Linked DNA regions of Mus musculus: all the other regions are linked to region 4. A link is a contact called in public HiChIP or PLAC-seq and promoter capture Hi-C data. All regions are on one chromosome and are shown on one strand. Each heading gives the region's core, a stretch centred on a gene start, on an enhancer-like site or on the middle of the called end of the contact. The rest is flanking DNA. Distances are from core to core; before and after follow the strand shown.

The links. Promoter capture Hi-C pulls out the DNA fragments that hold promoters and counts their contacts. HiChIP or PLAC-seq counts read pairs in DNA pulled down with a chosen protein or histone mark.
Region 1: a promoter capture Hi-C map of pre-B cells shows a contact between it and region 4, with 3 times the contacts expected there. The contact joins the promoter of Tmcc2 here to the promoter of Slc45a3 in region 4. A contact is called at or near these places in 2 of 39 promoter capture datasets (cranial neural crest and pre-B cells) and 2 of 9 other capture datasets (adipose tissue and macrophages).
Region 2: a promoter capture Hi-C map of liver shows a contact between it and region 4, with 3 times the contacts expected there. The contact joins the promoter of Klhdc8a here to the promoter of Slc45a3 in region 4. A contact is called at or near these places in 6 of 39 promoter capture datasets (cranial neural crest, hippocampal neurons, liver and 2 more), 1 of 15 datasets of contacts at CTCF or cohesin (large pre-B cells), 3 of 484 Hi-C or Micro-C datasets (B cells, bone marrow-derived macrophages and liver), 2 of 115 datasets of contacts at active chromatin or transcription factors (embryonic stem cells and pancreatic cancer cells) and 1 of 9 other capture datasets (embryonic stem cells).
Region 3: a contact with region 4 is called in a promoter capture Hi-C map of liver, with 3 times the contacts expected there. The contact joins the promoter of Nuak2 here to the promoter of Slc45a3 in region 4. A contact is called at or near these places in 4 of 39 promoter capture datasets (embryonic stem cells, hippocampal neurons and liver), 1 of 15 datasets of contacts at CTCF or cohesin (large pre-B cells), 2 of 484 Hi-C or Micro-C datasets (B cells and bone marrow-derived macrophages), 5 of 115 datasets of contacts at active chromatin or transcription factors (acute myeloid leukemia, embryonic stem cells, large pre-B cells and 2 more) and 1 of 9 other capture datasets (embryonic stem cells).
Region 5: a FOXA1 HiChIP or PLAC-seq map of pancreatic cancer cells shows a contact between it and region 4. The contact joins the enhancer-like site here to the promoter of Slc45a3 in region 4. A contact is called at or near these places in 3 of 39 promoter capture datasets (the C10 cell line, embryonic stem cells and pre-B cells), 3 of 484 Hi-C or Micro-C datasets (cerebellum, cortical neurons and large pre-B cells), 2 of 115 datasets of contacts at active chromatin or transcription factors (embryonic stem cells and pancreatic cancer cells) and 1 of 9 other capture datasets (adipose tissue).

The regions. Positions count from the first base shown.
Region 1 is chr1:132,387,658-132,393,290 of GRCm38.p6, reverse strand. It overlaps Tmcc2 (transmembrane and coiled-coil domains 2), which reads left to right and starts at 1,905. Exons shown (of 5, transcript NM_178874.3): 1 at 1,905-2,314. The coding sequence starts at 2,108.
Region 2 is chr1:132,294,585-132,299,993 of GRCm38.p6, reverse strand. It overlaps Klhdc8a (kelch domain containing 8A), which reads right to left and starts at 1,368. Exons shown (of 5, transcript NM_144810.5): 1 at 342-1,368. The coding sequence starts at 717. Gm51645 (a long non-coding RNA gene) reads right to left here. Exons shown (of 4, transcript XR_003947998.1): 4 at 2,613-3,174.
Region 3 is chr1:132,311,568-132,317,434 of GRCm38.p6, reverse strand. It overlaps Nuak2 (NUAK family, SNF1-like kinase, 2), which reads right to left and starts at 1,310. Exons shown (of 7, transcript NM_028778.4): 1 at 963-1,310. The coding sequence starts at 1,205.
Region 4 is chr1:131,959,843-131,965,180 of GRCm38.p6, reverse strand. It overlaps Slc45a3 (solute carrier family 45, member 3), which reads right to left and starts at 2,266. Exons shown (of 5, transcript NM_001177628.2): 1 at 2,129-2,266.
Region 5 is chr1:132,352,212-132,358,255 of GRCm38.p6, reverse strand. Tmcc2 (transmembrane and coiled-coil domains 2) reads left to right here. Exons shown (of 5, transcript NM_178874.3): 5 at 439-1,941. The coding sequence ends at 750. Among named protein-coding and RNA genes, the nearest start is that of F730311O21Rik, 13 kb to the right of the region's middle. Within about 2 kb of position 4,640, at least 60 of the 459 cell types and tissues checked have an H3K27ac peak or open chromatin away from gene starts, as enhancers often do. A contact at or near this core is called in pancreatic cancer cells, where this site is marked.

The DNA.
Region 1 (5,633 bases), core at 656-3,155, 430 kb before region 4:
CTTCTTTAGCTTGGAGTCAAGAAGGGCCCACTGTGTGTTCCAAACCCATTGCCACCCAAGACTTGCTCATGCTTTAGGGGCCTCTACACGTTCCTCTCTCAGCCCAGGCAGAGAGCAGTGTGTTTCTCTCCTTTGTACCATGTACCGAGGGAATCTGCTCTCCACGCCCCCCCCCCAGCTTGTCTAGTCCCTGCCCACGATCTGCTCTGGCTCTGGCACTCTGCCATTCCTCAACATTGAAAATCCAAAAGGCTTATAGCTTTGCATTCCCAAACTGTGCCTGATACCGTGTAGTGGATATGGGGTGGGGAGGTAGAGTGTTTTTGCATTCCCAGCCCATTCTAAATTCCCATCTTCTAAAAACAGAGCAGCTTAGTTTAGAAAGTGGCTCCCTGAATAGAGTAAATTCTTAACAACTTGGTCTCTTTTAGGATACACATCAAAATAAGGGACTGGAATGGGGGAAAGGCTTAACAGAGTTAGGAAACTCACAGACTAGTGGGACCGAAGTGAGGCAAGAAGGGTTTGGTGAGTGTGAAAGAGACTGGCAAACTGTAAAATCCTTCAGAGAAAGCTCTGTGACTCACAGGGGGAGGCGCAGCCTTTTACAGTAGCCCAGGCCTGTGTTTCTCAGATGTTACCTTGTGTGAGAATTACCCGACGGGCTTGTGAAACATGGATCTTTGGGTCCATGACTTCTGATTTAGTTGTATCCAGGAATTCGTATTTCTGTCTGGTTCCCTGGTGGTGGTGATGATGATGATGACTACGATGGTGATGATGCAGGGTCCAGTCTATGCCTTAAGAACTACTGGATGCTGAATAAGGGCAACCCATCCATGCCAAAGAAGGCATACAGTTTGCAGAACGAATAGGAATTAATAGAGTAGAATACTACTACTCTCCATTTTTTGGTAGCTCCATCTGCTCTCATCTTCCAAACTGCTTAGCAATAGTATGGGGCAAATGTAACATTCTTTTTCCAGTCTTCAGTACATATCATTAATACCTACCATTAATACCCATTCCTTTTAAAAAGCTGCTTCTGGTGAGCATGTATTTGGGCACTGAGTTTCTAAACATAAAGCCTGCGTTCTTATGAGATGTGTATTTAAAACAGAGAAAGAGGGGATGTAGCAGAACAGTCCCTCTCCTTTGCTTTTGTAGCTATGAAGGTAGGCATGGGTTTGCGACCCAAACCACCTATTCTAGAAGGGACTAGCTTGTCTCTAACTGAAGGGATGCATATAATATAAGGTGCAGAGTTAGGGGAGTGATGATAAACACTTAATGTGTCCCCCAACAAAGCGAATGGGCGGGGTGATCGTGAAGGCCTAGCCTGGGAGAGGTGGCTCCAAAGCCGGCACAGAGCTGAGCTCCAACACAGCCTCAGCCCTCCAGACCCTCCCGGGGGACGCGCGGTGCAACCAAGCCTACAGCGGTGTCCGCGCGCCGTTGCGCAGCCCTCCGGCCTTCCCATTGGCGGGCGGCGCCATCTGCGCTCGCCTCGCCCTGGCGCTGGCGGGCGGAGGCCCGGGCGGGGTAGGCCGCGCTCGCGGCGGGCTGTGGCCGCAGCCTTGCGCGGCTGCTGACGAGGAGCGGGGCGCGGGGCGGGAGGAGGCAGGCCCATGCGGGGCGGCGGCGGGCGGCGGGCGGCGGCGGGGCCGGGTGCCCAGGGCGGCCCTATGGGACCCGCCCGGCCGGCTCCCGCGTGCCCTGCCTGGCCCAGCAGTCCGGCCTGCGGGCGGGGATGCGCGGTGTGGTCCAGCTCCCCGCCGCCCTGCGGGGCCCTGAGGCAGAAAGTTTGGGGGTCGGGAGCGGCCCCCCTCCCGCGCCAGTGACTGCCTAAGGACCGCTGCAGCCCGGCTTCGCCCGCGACCTGCCTCCGCTCCCCAGGTCGGAATGAACTATCCTAAGGCTCCCCCTCTTCGCCCCTCCCTCATCCTCCTTTAAAAAGATAATTTCTTAAATTCAAGAACTCGTGATCTGCCTACTCCCCTCGTCCATAATTTAAACCCCAGGTCTTTTGAGTGCAAGAGGGGGGTGCGGTCTCTCCCCAAGATAGCACGCTAGAAGGACAGATTCCCCTTGCCGACCCACTTACACCATGAAGAGGTGCAAATCGGACGAGCTGCAGCAACAGCAGGGCGAGGAGGATGGGGCTGGGATGGAAGACGCTGCTTGCCTTCTGCCAGGCGCGGACCTCCGGCATGGGGAGGCCTCGAGTGCTAACTCCGCTGGCGGGCCAACTTCAGATGCTGGCGCTGCGGTGGCACCCAACCCGGGTCCCCGAAGCAAGCCTCCTGATTTAAAGGTGAGCGCAGACCGTCTCCAGGCAAGCCCAGCCCGCCACGTAGCTTCCCCCACCCCTCGCAGAAGTGTCTTAACCGAATAAAAGTGATGGGGAAGCTCGCAAAGGTCAGAGAGGATGAATGATGTTCGGCTAGGTTCGGAGGGGGAAGCTAGGCACCATTTGTTCCTGTCTATCAGCTCCATCTCAGTCCTCTGTGTTCTTCATTATTCAGCAAACGTTCTAATGACTCACTCATCTGAGATTGTTTGAAGAACGTGTGTGAAACCCTATTTTGCAGACAAAGGGCTGGCGAGATCTAAGATGCTAACTTAGAAAGTTCACAGTACTCTCCCTTCTGTAGGAAGGCTAGAGAAGAAGATTGTAGCTTGGGAAGCTAAATAGGTGACCGTTACCTTCCTATGCCAATTAGCCTCCTCCGAGTGCGGATTTTTTTTTTTTTTTTTTTTTTTGAGCATCTTCCTGAACGAAGCTCAGTTTGTCCATCTATGAAAGGGGGGTGTAGATGTCTTGCCGTTAGGTGGAGCCAGAGGTTAAGCTAGTGCTTGGAGATCCCTCTCTGCCTCCTGAACCAACCCCCAGGGTGGAGAACTGACAGGTGGCAGGGCAGAGCCTGGGCTGATTGGGGCCTCGGTTCAAGTTGCACACATGCTGAGCCGGCAGCTAGAACCAGAATTGGAAAGGACCGTTCACATGGAGCTGTTTATTTTCCAGCCCGAGGTCTTCCAGACTATTGGCGAGCTGTATTGAATACATCTCTGTATCAATTACAGCAGCAGCCAGGATAAATAATGCGCCTTTGCTGGAGTTACCATCGGGACTGCCAGCTCAGGCTCCTTAGGCCAGCTCACAACTGGGCTGAGAGAGATGTCAGCTCCCGGAAGGAACTTAAATGCCTTGGGGATTGATGCCTTGGAAATTTTCTCCGGAAAGGGTGCAGGGTCTGGGATAGGGGAGCAGAAAGGCCTCCCGTTAGGTTAAAGCCTTGTCCAAATGGCTGTGGGCCCCGGAGGAGCTCACTAGAATAAGCTAATGACATTCCTTCTTTGGTCTGAGCAGCTCAAAGTCAGGAAGCCAGGTGAGTGCATGTGTGCTTTATGTGTGTGTGTGTGTGTGTGTGTGTGTGTGTTGTCCCTTGGGGAAGAGAGCCCACTCACTCCTTGTGGGACTTTTAAATTTTTGTGGAAGTTTTGCAAACCTGACCTCTTTCCACCCACCTTATGTGTAATGATGGACTAGTTGAACACCTAGGCTTTCTTCACAAAGCTTGTGATTCCCTCAGGCTCCAAGAAGTGTCACTCCCTCCCCCAAGTGACATGTTTTTTGTTTTAACTGAGATGGTAAGTCCCTTTAATGCTGCCGAGAGGAACAGGGGGTGACCTTTCGACCTCCCTCTGCTGGCTGTGCTAAGGGGGCTGTAGTTTCTGTGTCTATAAAGCTGCCCAAGGCTCCTTGTCTGTACCCTCCTGTGTCATCTTTTTTGATGACATTCATTTTGAACAGGGGCAGATAGAGCGATAGCACTGCACTTGACTACAATATGTTAACCGCTGAGCCGTCCTGAGGAGGAATTGAGAATTGAGGACCCTTACACACACACACACACACACACACACACACACACACACACTTCTATATAGCCCAGGCAGTGTGGATCCAAGCTTATGCAAGCACGGGGAGACTCACAGAGCACTTGCCTGTTTATCTCTGTCTGTCTCATCACAACATGTTTACTGCAGGACAGAGACCTCTCTACCAGATGTGACTCAGGGCTACCAAAATGTGACATGTCACTTAACTTTTCTGAAGAAAGGAACAAGGGATATTGGAGTGTGGCTAAACTTGTTTTCCAGTGCTGGACAAGTTTCCCATGGCTGACAGTTTAGTGGAAAAATTTCATCATTGTCTCTGGAACTGGGTGGGGGCTGACTTGTTCTGAATTTGACAATGATACCAAGAGGAAATGCGTTTGCTTTTTAATCTGGAATGCCTTTCCCGTGCCTGTGTTTAGTTGATGCTGTTCAGGAGCTCTGGCTTGCTTTTGCTTTCATTTTGAACTTGGAGATAGGAACTTTCAGTCCCTTAGTCCCACTTCTATTTTCTTGTGACAGCTCCAGGCATGGGGACTGATTGTGTGTCAATGGAGACAGTCATCTTGATTGTTGAGCAAGGAGCGAAGGCATGGAAAGCTCTGTCTAAAGCACCTCCATAGCAGGAGAGAAAGAGGAGAATCTGGTCTTTGCTAGAGATCTGAATGATGCCCGGCTAGTGATGCTCAGCAGTGTCAGGGGCTTCGGCTATCTCTGGTCCTTCAAGGATGATCATACTGCACGATGTGCATTTCTTGGCTTATTTTGTGTGGAGGTTGGGGTAGGGGTGGATGTCCTGAGATCATAACCAGCGTCTTGAGCATACTAGACAAGCCCTCTATCACCGTAAATTTCTTCTGTGGTAGCTTGGAATCTGTGATTATGTGGTTAGGGGGTGGGGGTGGGGGTCTGGAAAATAGTTACATAGTAACATTTTAAAATGGTAACTATAACAGAAAAGCAACCTGCGAATGGGCCCGGCCCCACAGGAGGCTTCTGTAAACACTTCTGAGGCTTTGCCAGAGCTTCAGATAAGCATGAATCCTCCAGGGGGAAAGATCTCAGCAGACAGTATGTAAGGGGAGCCTGATAGTTAAAATGGATTCCTTTAACCACTCAAGCTCACATCTCCATTCACTTGGTCTCATGATTCCATCCTTTGCTGCTATCCAGAGTCCTTGCTTGTTGAGGAGAGACTGGCTGGCTGACCTAAAGTGTAACAGAATTCTCTAGTGAGGAGACTGGCTGTAGTGAGAAGGGGTGGGGAGGAGCTTAGGGGAACTCCGCACACAGAGATCCTGTTTAGAATACAGCCTGTGGCTGAGGCCTGGGAGAATGGCTGAGCGTAGTGTGCAGCTCTTCCTGAAGGCATTGCCCACCCTCCACCACTCCAATCCCACCGCTCCGTGCAGGAACAGAGCCTTTTCTGAGAGGAAAAGCCAGAGGATGCTGGCCAGGGAAAGTTCCCAGAGGTGCTCTGTCCTCTGGGATTTCTGAACAGCATCATCATCACTCCTTAAAGAAGATAGGAGAGTTCCACCTTCATGTTGTTCCTGTGTTGTTGGAAGCGCTCTTGACTCAAGGCTCAGATCCTGTTCCTCTGTTCATAGCTTATTCTGTTCTCTCTTCCTACTGAGTGAGGATCAGGGAAGACAACAGACACCAAGGGAAATTAGAGCTGAACCCTAGGTGGTTTTCCTGGTCCGGTGTTTGAGGGTGTTTCAGCATCCTGC
Region 2 (5,409 bases), core at 119-2,618, 340 kb before region 4:
CCAAGGGCAAATGTGGTCATTCGGCTGAATGCCAGGGTCTGCAGAGTCATTGCAGATAACCCCGTGGCTCACACCTTGGCTCTCCCTCTGCAGTGGCCTGCCCAGCTTGCTGGAGCTGACTCCTGGCATCAGATGGAATTCCTAGACATTTCACCTGCTCAGTGTCCCTTTCCAATCTGTAAAGTAAGGGCAGTGGGTCTCTAGTTTTAGTGCTTAATGTAAGGCTCGAATGTTATAGGGAATGTGTATTGGCCACCCAAATCATGTTGCCTTACACCCGTGTCCCCCGTGACCCTTTACTTTCTTCCCTAATGCCCACCCTCAACCCTGGCCCCACTTGCCTTTGGCTGTGACAGAAATGCCCATGGCAGCCTCGCGCAAGACGCTTCTCTTCTTCCACTTGCCCTCATCGATGTTGTACATTTCCACGACCTTCACAGGCAGTTGATTGGTGCCCACACCCCCGATCACCATAATCCGCTTTCCTAGGGCAGTGATCGCTACCCCGGCCCGGGCTGTGGGCAGGGAGGGCAGGGAGGTCCACTGGTCGGCCTCGGGGGAGTAGACCTCGAAGCAGTCCATAGGGACGCCATTGTCATCACATCCCCCGATGGCATAGACCTGCCCCCCAGTCTCCAGCAGTGAGCAATAGACCCGGCGGCTAGGCAGTGGAGCAAGGCGCTTCCACTGAAAGTCCTTGACATTGGGCACTTCCATGGCAGCCCGGGGGAGGGCCCTGCTCGAGCGCCCCCACAGCGTCCGGGCAAGGTCCAGCCCCGGGGCCCGCGGGCTACACGGCGCCGGTCGGCGCGTCCCCTCTCTCAGCCTCCATCTCGCGCTGCACGGGCTCCCTGCCGACGCCCGCTGGCTTCTCCGGGTCCCTTGGGTGTCAGCGGGGCAGCGACGTCCACGCCTGGCTCCGCGGAAAGAACCTGGCGAATCTAGGGCAGCAGGGCGCCGGCGGTAGCTCACCCTTGGTCAACTTTGCAGGATGCGCCCCGCCCCCGCCCGGTCCCCCGGAGCTCGGAGCCCACCCCACCGCGCGTGGGCGCCGCGCTCGCCCAGCACTAGCTCCCGGGCGGCGCCTACAGCCGCGCGAAGCTTTCACGGTCCGCCTGGCAGCCGCGGAGCGGAGGACAGCGCTCCCTGCCCTTCCCAGCCCGCACGCCGCCGTCACCCGCGCAGGAGAGCGGTCGCCAGAAGCCGAGCTCCGGCCGGAGGACGCGGGTTCCCCGCACCGCCTCCCCGCAGCTTCCACACCTGGGCAGGAGCCCACGCGCCCCGAGGCGGAGGCTGTGGCCTGTGCGTCAGCCCCGGGCGACCAGGGCGAGCGAGGGCAGGGCCTGCAGTGTCTACAGGGTCGGAGACAGCCGGAGCAGGAGCCGGGTGCCCAGATGACAGGCAGATCCTGCCAGCGTGGGGGCGGGCGTTTGCGAGTGTTTGTTTTGGGTGAGGAGGCGGAGAGGCCAATTACCCGGTTTGTCTACAGTACACAGACCCAGTTCGTGACAGGCTGGCTTTGTTTGGGGGGAGGTATGCTCACATGGTCTAACCTCAGAAGCCAGTTAGGAGGCACAGATGTGGCAGGGATCTGCCGATCTAACAATTCTCACTCGTGTGCATGTAATTCACACAGAATCTTCTTTCCCTCCTAAGTGGAGACGTCCACAAAGCCTCAAATAAAGTCACAGACAGGGAAACCACAGCTGAACACACCAATAGACAAGCTGGGAGGACCTCACCTTCCAAACCCTTGTGCATCTGTAGTGTGCAAACCTGATTAACAAATCCCGGCCCTTAGCAGCAACTGCAGGACTGGGTGGATGGTCTCTCAAACCACCCAGCAACAGACCCTTCAGAACTGTAGTACCCAGTAATTCAAGTACCCATGATATACCGGACCACCTAGCAGTGTCTCCCCAAGCCCACGGGGTCCTCCTCTCTGGCTTCCTTCCATTCAGAAAGGCTCAAGCTCGGGAACCTGACAGACTGCTGTTCAAATGTTTGCTCTGGAAAACTTAGCTTCAGTTTCTACTCTGAGTCTGTGAGTGAGTGTGTGTGTGTGTGTGTGTGTGTGTGCGCGCACACACACACACACATACACATACTCACGTGCTTATATGTTGGTATGCATTTCCTCTCACTGTTGGGGATGGATCTCAGAGATGTGCACACGCTAGGCACTAAACTTTTATTTGTGATAAACTATAGAGTCACATGTGGTTGTAAGAAAGGAGTATTCTTTATCCGGTTTTTCCCAGTATTAAAATCCCACCAAGCTATAGGACAATGCCATAAACAGAGTATATTTTCATTACAGGGCTCCCACGTCACCTTTTGATATCTGGTAGGAGGACTCTATGATCCCCAGCCCCTGACAGCCCATGTCTGAAGCCTTGTCATTTCAGCCACGTTGTACAAGGGGCTGGGAATGGAGCTCACTCCTGGAGTATCATTGTTGAAAGAATCAATAGCTCTCTCTCTCTCTCTCTCTCTCTCTCTCCCTCCCTTCACCCCCTCTTTGTTTTCCTCAGTATGCCTGGAACTCACAATCTCCCTGCTATAGCCTCCAATTCTCCTCCCCACCCCACCCCCCAGCTTCCCATTTATTGAGGAAGGGTCTCTCACAGAAATCCACCTGCCTTTGCCTCCTAAATGCTGGGATTAAAAGTGTATGACTCTTCATCAGATTTTTTCCCCTTTATTTCTTTGTAATGTTCCGTGGTTGTAAGGTTTGTGAAGGCTGAGTGAGGTGATGTAGGGACTGTTTATCAAGTGTGATGCTTATCACCTTACCTTCTAACACAGAACCAGGGCCTGGGACATTCTTCCCAACACTCACACTGAGACTGTGAATTCTGGGAGAAATAGCAGCCCTAACTTAAAACAGGCCGATCTTAATATCTTGCGCTCTTGACCTAACAATTCTACTTATTTTTAAAGCTTAGATTCTTGTATTTGCAAAATCAGCACCTAGATCAACCACAGAAGGCTGTGTTCTCTTCTCCCTGTTCAATAAGAACTCACACATTCTAAGAGTGTAGTCTAAACTAATGACGTTTCACAGACAATACCTACCATTCCTGTTCTTGTAATAGGCCCCAGACCTTAGCACAACTGAGGCCATGATAGAAGTTCCATTCAGGCCTTGGAACCCAGCAGGAAGACAGCACCCTGCCAAAACAAGAACAAAGACCTAATCCATCAAAGTCCATAGTTCTGGGGAAGTCCCTAAATGTACTAACCTTGGATTTTACCTTCTGTACTTCTGCTTCCAGCTCTTGCTATATGAGGCACGACAACTCGGGATATGGTTTTTTGTGCTTATAAATTCACCCTGGAAAAGGCTCAGGACTATGCTCAGGTCCTGAACACTAAGTGGACTTGCCCGCTGGCTAGTGAAGACTTTCTCTGAGCTCAAAGCCATGTCTGAGTAGCCTTCTCTGGCGGATCCCTCACAACCTTCTTAGGAAGCTGTCTTTCCCGAAGGAATATGGGATGGACCCTGACCTGGGGCTGACTCAGTTTCTCAGCTCCAGCTAGTGGTGAGCGGGATGAATGGAAGCCACAGTCTTCTCAAATGGGTTTGTTGGGATCTATCTGTCTTCAGCCTCACTTGCTAGGAGCCTTCACTGAAGCAGCAAAACCAAGCAAGTAACTTCTCCCACCCCTCCCAGCGGGTGGGCAGAGTTCCCAGAGCCCAGCCCTTGCAACTCCAGTCTCTCATAATCTTCCACTGTGGGGACACTGCCAGGCATCTGTGAGCATCTGTGTCTCACAGAGGAGTCTGACACTCGGAGAGTGCCTCACTTAGAGCTGGCAACTCATTCCAAGGACTCAGGGTTGAAGACTCCCAATGACAAATGAACAAATTATGTATTAGTAAGGAGGCTGAGATGTTTCTGTTCTCCTGAGGCCTCTGGTCTTTTGTCCAACTGCAGCAAGGGAAGGCGCCCAGAGCCCAAAGGGATCCCACTAATTGCTGAGTGTCTCACCTAGGGAGATGCCAGCATTCAGCCCTGAACAGGCCCTGTTCCAGCTCAGGGCTTGCATCCATAGGCTTTACTCTGTGCAGACCACAGGGGTGGAGAGACTCAGCCTTGGAAAAGTAGGAAAAGTCGGTTTGCTTCCGGGCTATGCCCAGTCGCTAATTCTGGAAGTTTGGCTTATTTCTTTTCCTCTCTCCTTCCCCCACCGCTCTCTCCTCACAGCCAGGTAACTTCCTTTAGTCTTTACATTGAGGCACATTAAAGCAGCTTGTAACCTAGCAACCACCACTTAAGATTCCCTGAGTCACCTGCAGTTCTCATGCCTGGGCTGACTGCATCAGGTCTGGGCCTTGAGCAGTGCCAGGCCCAGAGGGAGTCCGGTGTGTCCTTTGATTCCTCTTTGCCCTGTTCTAGTGTGGAGTCACTCTCCCATTCAGAAGTTCTTCCTCATGTTAGACCCAAGTCATTATTGTTCTAAAGATCTTCCGTAGCACCCGGCATGGGTTTCTGTTCTCTCTTTAAGAGTATTTATGGGGGCTGGGATATGAGATGGCTCAGTGAGTAAAGGCACTTACTTACCTGATAACTTGAGTTCAATCTCAGAAATCCACACAATGGAAGGAGAGAACCAACTCTCACAGGTTTTCTACATGCATATTATGCCACACACACACACACACCATACACACACATACACACCACACATACAGCATACAAACACACACAAGCACATCACACACACACACACCACATACAGCATACACATGTGGGGCAATGGGCTATGCACAGACAGCCTGATCACAGTCGAGCTTAGGTCTTGAACCCTGGTGGGACCGAACCCAGTGGGTACGAACCCAGTGGGTAGTAATTTCCACCTACATGGGACCCCTGGCTCCTGTCGAAGTTACTGCCCCCACAGTCCCCACAGGAGAGGTCTGTGGCTATCAGTCACACAGACAGTGTCCCAAGCTTCTGGCATTCTGGTTAGACTCCACCCCCACAGTTACCTGACTATAGCCAGGTATGCTCCTCTCCACAGTTACCTGGCAAAAGCAAGATAGCCCAGCCTACTATAAGAGGTGCTGCTTGGCTCCACCTCTCTCTCTCTTTAGGCTTTTACCTTTCTTACTCTCTAACGCTCCTTCTCTCTCTCTCTTCCCCGCTCTCTCCATGTGGCCATGACCAGCCTCTCCCTCTCTCTTTCTACCTTCTCTCCTTTCTCCCTGCCTTTCTACAATAAAACTCTAAACCCATAGACTGTCTCTGACCATCAAGGTCCGCCGTGCTTGAACGATGGTATAGGCTTTCTCCTAACGAGCCGTGCCTAACCTCCTGCCAGAAGGCCTTCCTATGCTGCAGCCACAGACTGGACTAAGGACTCTTGATTGCATGGGAACCATCCAGCGCCCCCTCTCCCCCT
Region 3 (5,867 bases), core at 61-2,560, 350 kb before region 4:
AACCAGCTACTGGCTGCAAAAGCAAACAATTAGGGGAGGGGACCATTCCCATAGTCAATAGGGCAAATGATGGCTGTACATACACACCCCCTTACAAACAGCATCCACTGGACCTGCCAAATGTTCTCCCTAAACCACCTGCTCTGAGCCTTGCGAAAATGTGAATTATAGACCTTTTATAAAATAGTTCCCTTGGTGGAAAATGAGAGACTGCACATTTTAAACAAGTAGCCAGCTAATACTCAGGCCCACTGAACTAGAGTGGAAGAAACATTGTTGTGTAACTTTTGGTAAATTTGCTGTCCTTCCAAGGGGAGGTTTCCAGATAGGAGTATTCATTCTCAACACAGGATCTGTGATCAGGGCTCAAGTGCATTCACATTTATATCTTATTTTTTCCAAGCAGCTTGTGAGACAGGCTGTGTTCTCTCTATTTTTGCAGAAGGGGAAACAGAAAACAGAGATGGAGGAACTTGCTCAGAGTTACGGATTATTATTACGATTACACATGCGTAAATCAAAAGGGCAAGTTCCCCAAAGGCCTCACATCCAAAGATGTGGCTGGAGTGCTGGGAGTGGACCTGACATTTGGGCCTGCTTTTACATTTCCCAGAATAAAAACCTATCCCAACCAAACTTAGCTTCATTTCGGCTGGAAAGGCCCCAAAGTGTCAAGTCAGAGTTAAAGATCTCCACACCTCATCCATCTACTAAGAACTGGTGCTTTCAACTTCCTCCTTCCATTCTACTCTGTTGACGTTTGTTCCCGTCAAAATTCAAGTTAAGCTCCGTCTTCTCAAACTACAGGCATCTAGTGAAGCTAAGGTTCAGGACAGATGAGCACTGTCCTGAAAACCACGGACAGACACATCTAAAATGCGCGCGCCTGGCAACGCAGCCGAGGACACCGCAAGGGACGCGCTGTGAGCTCCCGAGAGCCGGGAGCCGCGAGGGACACTCACCAGACGCCCCGAGCTCTCTCGTGCCTTCTTCACCTTCCCGTAGGTGCCCTTGCCCAGCGTCTCCAGGAACTCGTAGCGGTGCCGCAGGTTGTGTTTGTGATGGTGCCGCTTCACCGCCTGCTTCTTCATCAGAGGTTTAGGCGACTTGATGAGCCCGTCCGCCAGCGGCCGGGCGCTCTCCGAGGCCAGGGCGGAGGCCGAGGGAGCCTGGCTCGGGCGCTGGAGTAAGGCCACCGACTCCATGGTGCGGGGACCGCGAGGTGGAGTGGGTCGGGCAGCAGTAGCAGCGCGCGCTGAGCCGCGGGCTCAGAGGTCACAGCCGCACCCGAGCACGCTAGAAAGCCCCGCGTTCCGAATTGCTATAAAACGTTTCGAGGGGGAATGTCCTGACCACGCCCCTGCGTCCCATTGGCCGACTTGCCGGCGGCTCGTGACCAAAACCTCTCGCATTGGTTCACCCTCTCCTGCCCCGTTCCTCCCCTTGGCTAGGCGCGGAAAGGTGTGAATGGGGCCCCGCCCACTTGGACCCGAGGCCCAGGAATGCGAGAATGGAGGCAGAGCCGAATTAATACCGAAGTGCCAGTCTTTAGGATTGAAGGCTCTCTGAATTGCTTTAGTCTCTGAATGACGCCAACCTTGTGCTATTGTGCTGTGTTCTCGGTTGGCAAGGGACAATCTAAGGGCACTAGAAAGTCCCGAAGTATTTCTCCACATGCAGTAAATTGTTTCTTCCAAGCTCAAAATCTGAAAAGCCTTTTGATAACTTCTTGAGGTCCATAAAGGAGAAAGTGAATAGGGAGATGGAATGGGTTGGAGACTGACGCCAGCTAAGCACTGGTAGAGAGCTGTCCTGACTCCATGTTCACTCTGCTTGGATTCCACCAACCTTAATTGGATTCTGGAATCCAACAGGCCTGGGAAATCCTTACTTTGTAGGGTTGCGTGGATTCCCTCAAGATGTGGTGGCCTTGTGGATCTCCATAAATTGTGAAAAAAGCACATCACATTCCAAGGACTTACATCCACGAGCTCCTAAATCTGTAAGGAGTGTCTTGGTCCCAGGGTTTCCTCCCAGTGGATTTTTTTTTTTTTTCAAAAGAGCAGGAGGTTGGGCATAAGATTTGGCTGCATTTAAGGGGCCTGGAAGGCTATGTCCAGACCCCCCTTTCCGATGTAGAAAGTGAGTTTACTTCTGCCACACAGCTGGCAAGAAAGCCTGGAATTCAGATACTGGCCTATAGGGAAAGAGTACAGGACAAGAGGACTTCCCTAATTCTAGCTATTCCGGGCAGGCATCCCTCCCTCATCTGCAGGACCTCATCTCTAGCTGTATCTTTAGGACTTGGCAGAGGATCAAAGAGGACTACGTCCTCAATTATCAAATTAAAAAAAAAACTACTCTCTGCCCATTTTCCTACTTCTGTTTGCCCTTTGAATCTTTTCAGAGGGAATAACTGGTATCTCCTTGTCTTGGAGCTCTCTGTAGCCAGAGACCATCCACCGGGAATCAGCCTTCTCTAAGTTCGGACGGTCCATGGAAACTGTATAGCTAGTTTAGTGCCCTATCTTCTGCCAGCTTGCCTCTCCACTCTGAGTAGTCTGTGAAAATAGAAAAGGCTCAACCAGTCTGCTCTCTGTGCGCCCTGTCTGTCAGTTCCTGGGGTCTGTCCAGGCAGAGTAGGACAATGAAAAGCATGTGTCAGAGGAGCAGGCTCAGGGATGGGAGACCTGGGTTCTAGACCTGACTGACATGAAAAGAGGAGGGAGCCCCTAGCCAAGATGAGAGGAGGATAGTTTGGGGTTGCTTTCTAAAGATAGGGCTTTTAAAGCTTACTAGAAGACCCATGTCTGTTAGCTAGCTGTATCAACATTTCCTCATAAGATGAAGACTTTTTTTCAGAGGAGCCCAAGGTTTCCTTTAAGACTCAATCTAGACATTTATCACTATTCCTAAACACCCCCAATACCCAGGGCACTGCTGAACAGATAAAGGTGCACAGTGGATTCATACAGACCAGATGGATGGATGGACACAGGAGGCAAACAAACAGACCTGCAGGCAGAGGAGTGAGCCATCAGAACCATGGAGAGAACTGAGAGATGGCTCAGCAGGTAAGGGCACTGACTGATCTTCCAAAGGACCAGGATTTCATCCCCGGCACCCACAAGATGACCCACAAAGAGCCATAACTCCAGTACCAGGGGTTCTGGCCCCCTCTTCTGATCTCCAACGACATCAAGCATGTATCTTCTGCACAGAAATGCATACTGGCATAAGGCTGTACATATGAAATAAATTAACAACAATTGTTTACAGAACTACTGATTAGAACAACCAAGTGCCAGAACTAACTTTCATTCTGTGTAGGGAGGACCTGGGATGTGGCTCAGTGACTTAAAGATTGGGCTTAGCTCTTTGGAGGATTTGTTAGGACGTTTAAGCTGAGCTGAGTCACCCTCATTCAGTTTGTCTGCCTCACGCTCTAGTCTTAGGAGGAAGCACTTCTTCTAACCCTTGCACCCAGTCACCAACTACTTAGCCCAATGATTCTCAACCTTCCTAATCCCTTGACCCTTTAATGCAATTCCTTGTATTGTCGTGACCTCCCAACCATAAAATTATCTTTGTTGCTACTTCATAACTGCAATTTTGCTACTGTTATGAATTGTAATGTAAATATCTGATACGGGGGCTCTCTGATATGTGACTTCTGAGAAAAGGCCCTGCAATTCTAAAGAGGTCATGACCCACAGGTTGGGAACCAAGGATTTAAAGACTCTTGTGGAAAATGAGCCTTCTGTGCAGTCACCGGGAATAAGTATCCATTCCTGAACTCCTGAACTCCATAGTCTGAATGTGCTGTGACAAGTATTATGTGCAGTGGGGGAAATGGGATGGGAATGGGTAAGGCAGGTATCAGGCACATCTAAGGGGGATGACTACTAATTAGTTCCCCACTCTCGAGAATTTTTCTGCCTAACAAGAGAAATAAGATAAATAAAGAAGATAAAAACAAAATAAGCTTCCTCTATAATCTAGGACAGAAAGTGGGAGACCTCTCAAAGTGGTGTGAAGTACAGGTATATGGCAGAAAAGTTGGATCTTATCTGGTTCAGGAGTTCAGGGGTCAGGGGGTGCTCAGAGGAAGCCACTTGGGTTTTGAAGTGGTGGGTGAGACATAGATTAGTCTTAGGCATGACATGGAGAGGCAGGGAGAAAGAACAGAGAGAGCTAATGCATTTGTTTTCTGTGTATCCGAGAACCATAAGGGGTCTCTAGGACACAAGAGTATCTACTCCCCAGGACTATTGGGGCAGATCTCATTTTTTCCTCTGGGAGAAGAGCAGATGCAGGACCCAGCTCACCACCCACCTCCAGCCAGAGACCTGGGTCATTAAATTGCCTTTTCCCAGAACTCAGATGAGTTATGGCCCTCGGTCAGCTCTTAGCCCCACTCTGTGGTGGACAGTAAGGCCTGGATATGTGGACCTTTGCCCTCTTAGGGGCTGATGGAATTGTGTGAACAGGAACCAGCCAGTTAGAACTGGTTCTCCAAACCAAGGAGGTATGACTCCAAGGAGCTGGCTTAAAACCCTGTAGTCTAGGAAATTGAGGGCTCAAAGCTGCTCTCTTCTGGCCTAATTGAGTATAACAGGGCTTGTGTCATGGCTGAAACTGACTACAATGTCTATCTACTGTTTGTTGCGCTGACCTAAGTTCTAAGCATCCTAGGCATAGTGTCACCAGCTAGAAAGTCGCATAGCTGGAGGTAAATAATCATGATAATCTCCATGTCATGGGTCAGATCATACAACACCTGTGGGGCCCAAATGCATTCTGGAAATACAAGCAAGCTGGAGCTACAAAGGTACAAGCTAAAATTCTAGCAAGTCCTACAAGGAATGTGACAGCCTGTGCTGGCCTTAGCTGGCCTGTCCGGATGAACTCACTCCTCACTAGGAACACTACCATATGATTATGCCCACTGTGCCAATGAGTAAGCTAAGCCACAGAGAGATGAAGTTCCTGTCCCTACAGGGTCACATAGACTGCACCAGAAATGGTGGGCTTATGGCTAGGTAAGGATTCTGGTTTGCTCAGGCTCCTGATGCTCTGTACTCATGTATGAAGCATGTCACATGTCTCCTTCATGAGTTTGCTTTGGGACCAAATGAGATATGAAGTTACCAGATGGATGGTGTCCTCCTATCTTGGGTTTTGGCTAGCCTTCCGTCTTTTGGCCAGTTCTGGCAGAGATCCAATTATGTTTCGGGGAGGCTGTACAACAAGGTCTTAACAGACACTTGAGCTGTTTGATCTGACCCAGGCCAGAGTGAAGATAAGCTCAGAGTTAGTGAGTGACTGTTGAAACTGTCTGGGGCTTGAGAGCTATGCTGGGGGGCACAGGAGAAGCTGGGGAACACAGAAGAAGCTGGGGGACACAGGAGGAACTGAGGGACACAAGAGGAGCTGGAGGACACAGGAGGTGCTGAGGGACACAGGGGGAGCTGGGAAACACAGGGGGAGCTGAGGAACACAGGAAGAGCTGGGAAACACGGGAGAAGCTGGGGGGACACAGGAGAAGCTGGGGGACACAAGAGAAGGCTGTGGAGAGAGGAAATGAAGATGCTCTTAACTATCCCACATACTAAATTTTAAGCTCAATGGTGGGTATCTATTTTTATTTTTATTTTCTATTTTATCCTAAATTCTAGTGGTTCCAGTCAGTGCTTTGCAAGGGGCTCCTCGCCTTCCTGTTAGTGGTAGAACACAGAGATCTTCCTCCTTGTCTGCCCTTTGACCGACATCCTCTTTCTGACCTCTGAGGTTCTGTAACTCTCCTTCTGTGGTATTACAAAACCAGGGTGTCTGCGCTTTAGGCAGGTGTTAAACGCTACAGGATT
Region 4 (5,338 bases), core at 1,017-3,516:
TTATGTAGTCAAAACTCTGGCCTTGAACTCCTAATCCTCTTGCCTCTGCCTCCCAAGTGTGCTGAGATTACAGGTGTAAGCCACCACACTGGGCTAAAGACACAGTTGAGTTCTACATGTGTTATTTAATGAAGTTATAATTTTAGACTTGTGTGTGTGTGTTTGTTAGTGCTGGTTGTATTTGCCATCATTAACTTCAATCACAAAGCTGTGCCGAGGGTACGATCATTGTCATCATCCTGGTCCCCACTTTGCAACAAGGTTGAAAAGTTAAAGAGACTTGCGGAGCAGAACCGGCAGCAGAAAAGCCAGCTTTGGGGCAGCCTGTATTCTCATCCCTGAAGTGCTGCAAGGTTTCGGTCCAGAGGTTACCACCAGAAATCAGTCTTACTTCCTTGACCTTGGACCGTTCTTCTCTACCTTTCTGCCTTTCTCTCTCCAGGGCTCTGCCTAGGCCCAGTTCTAGCTTGGGACCAGTACACATCTTTTCCAAAACCAGCAGCATGCAGGGCATAATGTACTACCCAAGGACCTTGCCCAGTTCCTCCTCCTGTTCCTTTAGGGTTACTCAGTGAGTTAGAGGGATTGGGGGGTCGGGGGTGGGGGTGGGGATTTCACTCTCCACTCCAAAAGTGCATAAGGAAAGCTTCTCTTGGCAAAGACCCTAACTGGGGCCTGCATGTCCACAGCTGTACTATTATCTTTAGACTCAGCCAGTGAGTCAAACTTTTCTGGGCACTTTTGGTTTTAGTACAGTCTTGCTTCCAGGCCAGCCCTGGAGCTGGGGCAGGCGGGAGATAAGGGAGGAATGAGAGGATGAACTGGGTCCAACAGAAAGGCCAGAGGGTTCAGATCCTGTCCCACTTACTCCCTGGGACACAGTGTTCTGTGTGGTTCCTCAGCTTTCTGTCCAGCATCTAGCTCCTGGGCCCTTCTCTTCCCAGCTCCATATGTCAACCTGTTCCCCATGCCTTAGGCACGTGGGCCCACACCGAGGCTTCACACTCTGGGAAAGGGATTGTGCTTCACGCGTAGGAAACAGAGGCTAGAAACCTTAACAGTTTCACCCTCCTGAGAAAAGCTTCCAGAAGCCCAGCCAGTCATTCTAAGCTGCATCTACTCCGTGCCCGTCTGCAAAGCCCTAGCTGGGCTATTCAAAATTCAACCTAGCCAGCTAGGATTGGGTCTGTCACAGCTGAGCATCAAGTTCTCACCAGATACCCACCGGGCCAAACTCTTCCTACCTACAATTCATACTCCTAGGGAAAGAGGAAGCACCGAGTTCTCCGTGGCCTTGGACGAGTCAAGTGTGTGTCATGAAGGAGGGGGCTGAGTCGGAGGGCAAGGGACAGAGCAGTCACAGGGTTCCCTGTCAGGAAGCGGAGACTAAGGAAGAGCTGAGCCTGCAAAGCTCCTGGAGTTTCTCCACCGGGCGTGCTGCCGCCCGCCGAGCGCTTTCTCGCTCTGTAGAGTACTCCCCATCCCCACCTGAGCCTCGGGACACAGCAGCCACAGCCGGAGCTGCTTTTACTCTCCGCAGGTGGGTAACGGAGGCAGAGAAGGAAGGCGCAGGATCGCACACGTACACTTACACTCATTATCCCAGCCTCAACTCCACCAAAGCCTTGCTCCAATTCTAGGGTCAAGAGAGCTGGGTCCCCTTCTGTCTCCGACCAAGGCTCCCGGTTGAAGGACCTCCCAGGGCTTCCCTAAGTGTGGACCGTGCGCGCCGCGGTGACTCATCTGCCCCTTTCGGGCGCAGCCCAGACAAGGGAAGAAATAAACGCAACTTTCCAAAGAAAACTCTGCGGCGGGAGGCTGCAGCAGGGGCGGCCGGCCTTCCGTCGGCCTGGCCCGGGACTCCGCGGCTCCGATCCCGCCCTCCGCGCGCGGCCCGGGACAGCGGGCACCACAGCACAGCGCTCCGGGAGGAAGCGCACTCAGCGCGGACGCGAGCGGGCGCCCGCCCTAGGCACCCGGTCACCAGGGGCCGCGCCCTCCCCGCGAGCCTCCGCTCGCGCAGGGCCGGGACGCCACGGAGCGGCCCCATCCCGCGGGGTGCTGAAAGCCACCGCCGAGCACGGCCACCCGCGCGCACCTTTCCCGCCGGGACCAGCCCCTCCCCTACCTGGCCCGGCGTGCGGCTGTCACCTGGGGCTGGCGCGTGCGAGCTCGGACCCCTGCTTCACCAACGCGCGCCAGCGGGCGCCTTTTAAATCTCCAGGTTACTCAGTGGGGGGAGAGAGCATGCGCGCTGGGGCTGCCAGGAGGGGGGCGGGGCAAGGCGGGTCGGAGGTGGGGGGGTGCTGGGAGGGGATGGAGGGGTGGGGCCGGTCCCCAAGGGAAGAAAGCGGGAGGTGGAAAAGCAGTCTCCTTTCTGGTCGCGACCGGACGGGCAGCCCCCGCGTGGCTCCTAGACTGCCCTGTCATTACCTAGGGCCGTGCACCGCCCCCTCTGCCGCTTGCCACCAAAACATTTAGGTAAAAACTACCCAGCTCCACGGGGTACCTCCCCTCTGCTCCTCGACCATTGCCCGCGCGTGCCATTCTGGACATCCTGCTGTCCAGGCACAACTGCGACCCACCCGCACTGGACCACGCCTTCAAAGGATCGGCCACATTCTGAGAGCTACTTTTCCTTGCTCTCAGAAAGCTAACTCAGTGCCTCTTTCTGCAACTCAAAGACAAAACTCCCACTTCTTTTTTCTTCTTTTACTTGTGGTTGCGTATAAGGAAGGAGAGGTGATAAATTGCCACCAAAATGTTCCCAGTCAAAGTTTCCAAAATGCCTGGACTGGCAGGAAGCGGGTGCAGGTGGGAGCGTTGCAATCGTAGGCTGATCCCGGGGTGGGGGTGGGGACTTTATTGTGTCTCTTTCATCCATGGAATTGTCTAAGGTGGAGAGACATTCACTTAGGCGACTTGTTGACCTCAATACCACAGGCTAGACATTTCTGCAGATATTTTTGGTGCACGAGACTAAGTAATCATAAAAATATCAGAGGGAAATGTGTTGTTGATGAATATTATATATTGGGCTAAGGGTTGTTTTCATCATCTCGGTATGAATATAAACAGACATTTTCCCCTTTGTTCTTATTCTCTGAGCAAGATACATATAGCCAGAGCTTACATATATGAGCATTTACATCGTATCAAATGTGTGTGATGTCTCAGTGAGAAGAAGTCCACAAGAAGATATGTGCAAGTTTATGTACAAATACTACAGCATGCTGTCTTGAGACCCTGGGGTGGATCGGGTATCCATAGGGTCCTGGGACCATCTGCACTACAGAATCCCAGGAAATGCTTTTGACATGGAGGACCTGGATGGCCTTAGATGGGAACTGGCCACTATGGTGCTGGATTGCAGTGTTTTGTTTGTTTGTTTTTGTTTTTTTGTTTTGGTTTTTTCGAGACAGGGTTTCTCTGTATAGCCCTGGCTGTCCTGGAACTCACTCGTAGACCAGGCTGGCCTCGAACTCAGAAATCCGCCTGCCTCTGCCTCCCCAGTGCTGGGATTAAAGGCGTGTCCCACCAACGCCCCGGCCTGGATTGCAGTGTTAACCCAGTGTTAACCCTTGTGCACCGTGGGGGCAAGTCCTTCCCATCTTCTGGGTTCTGTTCGAGGCAGCTAGTCAGCTGTCCCCCCAAAGGCACCCCCAGGTAGGAGGATAAGGATAGAAGAAAAAGAGAGACGTCAAAGGGAAAGCAAGAAATGGGCTAGTGGGGAAGAGAGCATATGTACAGGGGGAAACAGAGAACAAAATGTTAAGAGTCTGCATTCCGAGTCATTACATTAAATGTGAAAACCTTCTGGGCATAGCCTCCTTGGGAGCACAAGAACATTCATCCTAACTGGGATCTTGGCTTTCCAACATTTTTAACATACTTATCTGTAACCAGTAGAGAGCCCAGGGTGGAGTTCTGGTGACTCCGAGGGAGCCAGTGTCCCCTTTGCCCCAGGAAAAAGGGGCAGGAGTCATGGGGAATGCCAGGTCAGGTGGAAAATTACAGAGCCTAGAGAGTGGACAGTGGTATTTTCCAGGCTTGTGAGAGCAGTGGGAGCAAGAGTGTTGTCCCACCTCAGAGGACTGAGTGTCCTCTTGGTTGTCCTTTTCTTGTTCCTTGCTAGAGGACTGTATGTATTCTACTGGGTGACAAGACACAGTGAAGAGGGGGGAAGGACTCCAGAGATCCAAGACCATCCCCTAGAAACCTGCCATCTGAACAACAAAAGGTACTTTCTTCCCAAGCATTTACTGCTGGGGCCTGTTCTAAAATCCCTTCCCCTTCTGCAGATACTAGTTAACCAGTATGCCAGGAACTGTTTCTAAATGCTTAGGACAATCCGGACCTTACAGAAACCAAGGTAATTTCTCAGTTTAATTCCTTTCTCCCAAGTCCCCAGTCACAGTCTCCTGCAGAAACGAGGAGTCTGTCATCTAGCTGTGATTGTAACTTCAGAGCTCAGAGGAATTCATCACACCTGTGTTCCTCCCCACCACGCTGGGGCGGGCCTGTGTGAATAACTTCTCAATTCTCCACTAAGTCAGCTATAGGAAAACCATCATGACCCCTTTCCTTCCTGTCTTCTCCCTCCCCCATTGCTCACATGTGCACACACATACTAAAACCCTACTCCCTAGCCACTTCCCATTTATAGGAAATGGGGGATGATGTGAGGAGGAAGGCCATCCTTGGGGAACTGCTAATAGTCTGGCTGGATATTGGAGAAACCAAAGATGCTGGCAAAATGCATTAGCAGCTTCTGCCCCACCCCCTCCCCATCTTCTCCCCATTATCCTTGGGCTCAGAGCGAGCAGCCTCCTTTCTAGGAAGATGAGATACCTAGCTGAGAGTGGTAGGGTTTGCTGAGAAGGCTGAGAAGCCAGGAAGGACATACAGTTCCTTTGATGTTCTTCTCTCTTCTCCCCAACTGGATAATCCAAAGACTATGGTCATTTCACTATGTCTTTGCCGCTTCTCCTGCCTGCCTTAGGGGGAGAGTGAGCAGTCTCTTGAATCAGAAGTACCTGCAACAGAGTCAAATCCATGCTCGCAAATTGGAGGAAAGAATGGACCCCTTGGGTTCTTGGGAGTTTTCTTACAACAAAATAGCCAGAGATGTGTGTTTCAGAAGCATGCAAGATAAGTTCGTCTCATTATTCTTCATAGTAGGAAAAGGCTAGGAACAAAGTATAGAATAACAAGACCCTGGTTCTACAGATTATGGCAAGTCCACACAATGAAATGTTCTGCTACCAATAACAATGATGACAGACCGGTAGTGGGTGACTGTAATCACAGCATTCCAGAGGCAAAAGCAAGAGGAGCC
Region 5 (6,044 bases), core at 3,391-5,890, 390 kb before region 4:
GACCCCCAAAATCTTGTAACTCAGATATAGCTCAGAGTCCAGCAATCCCACCAGTGACTTATTTCTTTACAGTAGACACACACACACACACACACACACACACACACACACTTTAAAAGTTCACTACCAGCCGGGCATGGTGGCGTACGCCTTTAATCCCAGCACTTGGGAGGCAGAGGCAGGCAGATTTCTGAGATCGAGGCCAGCCTGATCTATAAAGTGAGCTCCAGGACAGCCAAGGCTATACAGAGAAACCCTGTCTCAAAAAACCAAAAAAAAAAAAAAAAGTTCACTACCCTAACATTGCCATGCAGAAAGCAAGCTTCCAAGCTTACCCCTGAGGCCACACTGAAGCCCTACTGGAATCAGCACAGGTGGACTGGGCTCAGTCTAGTCTCAGCCACCCTGGGCTTCCACATCCACCCTCTGTCCCCACAGGAGGCCGTGGAGTCCTGCCTGACCCGAGTCACCAAGCTGGAACTGCAGCAGCAGCAGCAGCAAGTGGTGCAGTTAGAAGGTGTGGAGAACGCCAACGCGCGCGCCCTGCTGGGCAAGTTCATCAACGTGATCCTGGCACTCATGGCCGTGCTGCTGGTGTTTGTGTCCACCATTGCCAACTTCATCACCCCCCTCATGAAGACGCGCCTCCGGATCACCAGCACCGCCCTCCTGCTCCTCGTCCTCTTCCTACTGTGGAAGCACTGGGCCTCCCTCACCTACCTCCTGGAGCATGTGCTGCTGCCCAGCTGAGCGGCTGCCGCCCCACCCTGTGCTCTCCGGATCCCACTAGCCACAGGCATCTCCAGGAGGGCCCGGGGCTCCTGCGTCCCTCGGGGTCTGTCATGTGACCTGTTTGGCCCCTAACTGTCCCTTCTTTTCACTGCTTCTGTCTGACACCATCTCCCTTTCGGCCTGAAGGTTTCAGAGAGGGTGCTCTGGGCTGGAGGGAGCAGGGACACTCTCAGCCAAATGGAGCAGTGGGGAGACACCAGGGCTGCATTATTTGAATTATTTTGCAGCCACATGGGACTTTTCTGGGTTGACAAGAGGATGCTCTAGTCATGTAAGCCACTAAGATAGAAGGCCAGTCTCAGTTTCCCTAGGGAAGAGCCCATCCTGGAGGCAGCCACAGTTTCCTCCCATGGAGATGGTCTGGATAAAAGCCAGTGGGAGGCCCTGCTGAGCCTAGAGAGTGCAGAAAGGGGAGGGTCCCCAGCCTTGGGGCCAGAGGGCAGGCTTGGCACAGCCACTGGGAGCTCAGCCTCCCCTCCTCCTGCTTCTCCTTCCACTTGAGCTGGTTTGAGACTGGTTTCTGGAGGCTGTGGGGTGTAACTTTGGGTTTGTATTTTTTCTGCTCATCTTTCTGCCTGTCACCGGGTGTGCTGTTTTTCTGAAAAAAAAACAGGCCCCAAGGGCCCTGAGCCTCCAGCCCAAACCCTTAGACCTCTGGGATCACGTTGAGTTCTATTTATTTATTTACTTATTTATTTATTTGTACCCACCCTTCCCTCACTTCTGCCCAGCTGGGCTCCAGAGAGAGGACCCTGCCCATCCTCCTTTTGAAGCCAGGACTTATTCTTGGTTCATCATACTCCAGACCATGTATCCTCTGGTGTCCTGGCTGGAAGAAGGGGCGTGTGGCCATGCAGCCCGCTCTCCCAAGCTGTCCCAGCAAATGGGCAGGAGGGGCATGGCCTCTTTTATATATATATATCTATTTATTTTATATGTGTGTTTGTGAGGAAGAGGATATTTGTCATTTCCTTAAGGCTCTGGAGTGTTGTGTTCGATTCTGCACAGCCCAGCCTCCCCGAGGGCCTTTCCAAGCACAGTGGGGATTTCTTAGAACAGGAGAGAGGAATCCATGAAGCAGGAGAAGCAGTGCCTGCCAGCTGTGGTGGACCTTCCTAAGAAATAAATATCCTTTATGTTTTCAAACCATCCTGTCTGAGGTCTGCTGATTACACTGTCTCTGAAAAATCACAGGATTTCTCCCCACACTGAAGCATTCTGGGTATCATCTGCTGGCCAGATGTTGTCTTCCATACTGAATGAGGAACACACACACACACACACACACACACACACACACACACACACACACACTCACCTGCCTTGCTCTGAGCAACTTAAATGATATGCCTATCAATCCATCCAGCCCCAGCTTTGTTGGAGCACTTCCCAGAAGGGAAATGGAGAAGCGCCCATAGATGCTGTGACCAGTTGTAGCCACAAGGGGTCAGCAGAGTCCGTGCTCCAAAACCTCTCTCAAGACGAAGTCCTCACAAGGCTACTGGCTTTAGCTTGGCTTTGTTACACTTGTTCAGCTGAGGCAGGGAGTACCAGCTTTCCAAGTATGGTGTGGAGGCCTAGCACTTAGTGCCTGCCCTGTGGTTGTAGCACCTACCCCTAACAGCCCCAAAGCACTTCCCAGCAGGACCTTTGTGGATATTTGCAGTAGGCCCTTTGCAGGAGAAGGCAGCAAGAGGAGCTATGATAAAGCAGAACAAAAATAAACCAAAAAAAAAAAAAAAAAAAAAAAAAACAACCTTTGGTCTCAGCACATAACTAGTGCCCTGTAATTAACTCCCAGCCTTTCTCTGGGCCTCAGTTTCCCCATCGGGAAAGCAGGCTGGAGGTGGCCACTGTGCATGTCAATTCTGTGCTGGTATCCCAGGGCCCTGTGAGTCTGACAAGCAAACATTGCAGCTGCGTCTGTGGCCTCAGGCTCCAGGGGACCCAGAGACCGGAGAGGGCACAGTGCTGCCACCACAAGAGTTTGCCCTCTGTTACGTAGGAGTGTTGCCAGACAGCCTTCCAGCTATTCCAGTCTTGGATCTTGTACCCCCTTTCTTTTCCAACCACGTGTCTATGTGCACCTCTCTTGGGGGCCACAGGTGGCCCAGAGCCCACATTCTTGGGCCACAGGTAGGGGGTGGCTGCTCCTGGCTAGACATTTCCTACATTCCTTCCAAGGTCAGATGCCTTCCCAGAATTGGCTCTGAATGCCACTGCCAGCTGCGGCCCACACCGAAAGGGAGCAGGGAGGAAGCAGAGGTCATTCTTGGTCAGTTCTGAGGCTGCAAAGCAAACAGCCTAAGGGAGGTGCAGGCCCCCAAGCTGCATCTTTGTCAAAGAAAGCACTGGCTTACTTCCCTCAGCCAGGAGACAATGGGACACCTAACAGAACCCTGCCATCCTGGGGCTCAGGGAGGCTCCCCTGTTTGTGTCTGTTTGTGTTCCCTCTTTTTTTTTTAAGAAGGGTGAGTTATCCCCCACTTCTTTCTCTTCCCTGAGGTCCAGAGAGTGAGACATTGAGTCAGGGTTACCACTCGTAGTCTGCCTCCTTCAGACTACAAGACCTAGAGGCAGGCCCTTCCCAGAGCATCTATCCCACAAGTGCAGGTCTCACCCCCAGGGTACTAGAGAGCTTAGTCAGACTGGTAGACACCCACTACCTGGGTCTCTTTGGGTGGGGGCAGATAAAAAGACTTGGTGCCTTCTCTCTCCTGGGCAGGTAGCTGCAGAGCCAGCCCACTCGATAACCTCTTGGGTCACAAAGCTGCAGCAAGTGCAAGCTCTGCAAACCCAAAAGGCAGCCCAGGCCTAGTGTGGGGTACAGCTGATTTGTCTGTGCTGCCGAGTGAGGGCAGGGAGGAGACACTGGGACCACGGGAAGAGGAAGGGGAGCTATAACCAGATCTTTCAGGCAGGCTAACCTCTCCTGCAGAGGCAGGCCCTGCAGTCAATCCCGGATCTGGGCTCAAAGTCAACACTGCCACTAGCCTTAGACCTGTCGCACCCAGCTGTTGTCTCACATCGGCCAGTAAGAATGGTGTCTCTGGTACACAGGTGTGGTAACAGGAGACATGTGAGACATCGCATGCCTAAACTTGATGGCACACTCCCTGGAACGTAGAGAAATAACCCAAAGAATGACCACTCCACCTCAACACTAACGCCGGGTGGCAGGTCCAGAACTCCTTGGAGGAACTGAGGTGGACTCTGTAAAGACACACAGGGTGACACTGGCAACACCTCTGACCTGAAGACCCAGGAGCCTTTTCCTCCAGACTAAGAGCCTGCTGATTTGTCTAAGTCTCTCCCCTCAGTCTAATCAGCAGAAGCTTGGCTTCCTAGAAGATGAGACCCACCTGTCCTGAGCCGACATCAAAGCCCTGCAAATGTATCTGTGCGGGGCCCTCCCTCCTCTAGCAGGTGTGGTGTCTAGGAAAGAGAGTGAGTTCCAAAGTCAAGGTGTGTGGATTTGAGTCAAGACTGTCAGCCCCTACACTTGAGAGGAAATGATGTCTACATTGCCCATCGAGTAGGATTTGGCAAGGCACAGAGGTGTCAGGAGTGGGTGTGGTCCCACAGTGCCCCAAAATGACCCCCTCGGGAGCTATTTCCAGGAGATTTCCTACCCATCTAGGACTCCAACAGGGACTCTGATTTGCCACCAGGGCTAGACAAGGAAGCAGCCAGAGTGAAGTGGCTTGAAAGCTTATTGACAACTCTCAGATGAACATGGGAAGAGGCCATGGGCCCCAAGACCTGCTGGGATGGTGTCAAGGGAGGAGAGGAGGTGGGGCTTGCACAGCATATCCAGACGTGTTGGTAAGTCCTGAGTCACCCAAGCAGCCAGAAGGGCAGTCTGGGTGGGGACAGCAGCACTCCCTCTTATACACAGAGCCTCCAGGAGAGCACTCCCACGCTGACAACCCAGCCCTGACATAGTTCGCCGAGTGACCGTCTGGATGAAGTGGCCTGGGCCCATCACTGCTGAAAAGGTCACTTCTGCCACATCCCTGCCTACAGGAAGGACTTATCAAGTTGACTCTTGTTCCAAAAGTACCCCAAGGCTCTTCCCCAGTCTGCCTTTGGGGATCCTGGCTCTGTACCCCGTTAAGCATCTCATCTGAAGCTTCGTGGTTGCCTCTTTCCTTACCCTTATGGGAATTTCAACTCACTGGATAGAAGCCAAAGGCCAGTAAATGCGGTGGCCAGACCCTGTCTTGGCTACAGAAAGGCCACTTCCTCACATCAATCCCCCAGCTGAGAAGCCACTAGCTGTGTCAGGAAAGGTCTTGAGCTATACTTGGAGGTGGTCCTCTGACTATTTATCATACACTCAGAAGATGGAGGCAGGAAGAGAAAGTTTAACTTCCTTTGAGATGGATAACTAATTGAATTCATTCCAGAAAGAAGTTCCCATCACAGACCTGCTGCAACCAGCCGACTTTGACCTATCTTCCCCCTCACCTTCTCAGTCCTGAGAGACACAGCTGAAGAGAAAGGTGCTAACGGGTGGTCCTGATTTTTTTCCACTTTTCCCACTGTGGCTCTTAGGGTTTCCCCCAATAAGGCAAATGACCTTAAACCTAGCCTTAGGTTCATTTCAATCTCGGAAATCTGGTTTTGCGTACCTGGGTATGCATGAACACAGAGACACAACCACACACAAAAGAATGTGTACACGTGCACATATAGACATAAGAAGACATACATACAAGCATATGCATAGATACACATGTACATCTATGAAAATGCAAACACATGCACACATGTGCACACACGCATACAGGCACACAATGGTGCATGCAAGCACACACATACATTCACATGTGTCCACACACATGTGCAGACACAGAAACATGCACTTACATAATACGTACATACACAAATGTATAAACACATATGAACACAACTATGTGCCATGTATGCACAGGTACACATATGCATGTAGTTACACATACATAGGCAAATAGGCACTTTCACACACACAAGAACGCCAGCACAAACATCCAAGCATGTACCATGTACTGGTTAGTTTTGTCAACTTGACACAAGCTGGAGTTATCAAACAAGAGGAGACTTTCATTGAGGAGGCAATTGCCTCCATCAGATTGGCCTGTGAGCACGTCTGTGGGCATCGTCTTGACTAGTGATTGATATGGACAGTAGCGTTGCTCCTGGGCAGAGTTATGCCTGGGCTGATGGTTCTGGGTTATATAAGAAAGCAGGCTGAGGGGCTGCAGAGTCAG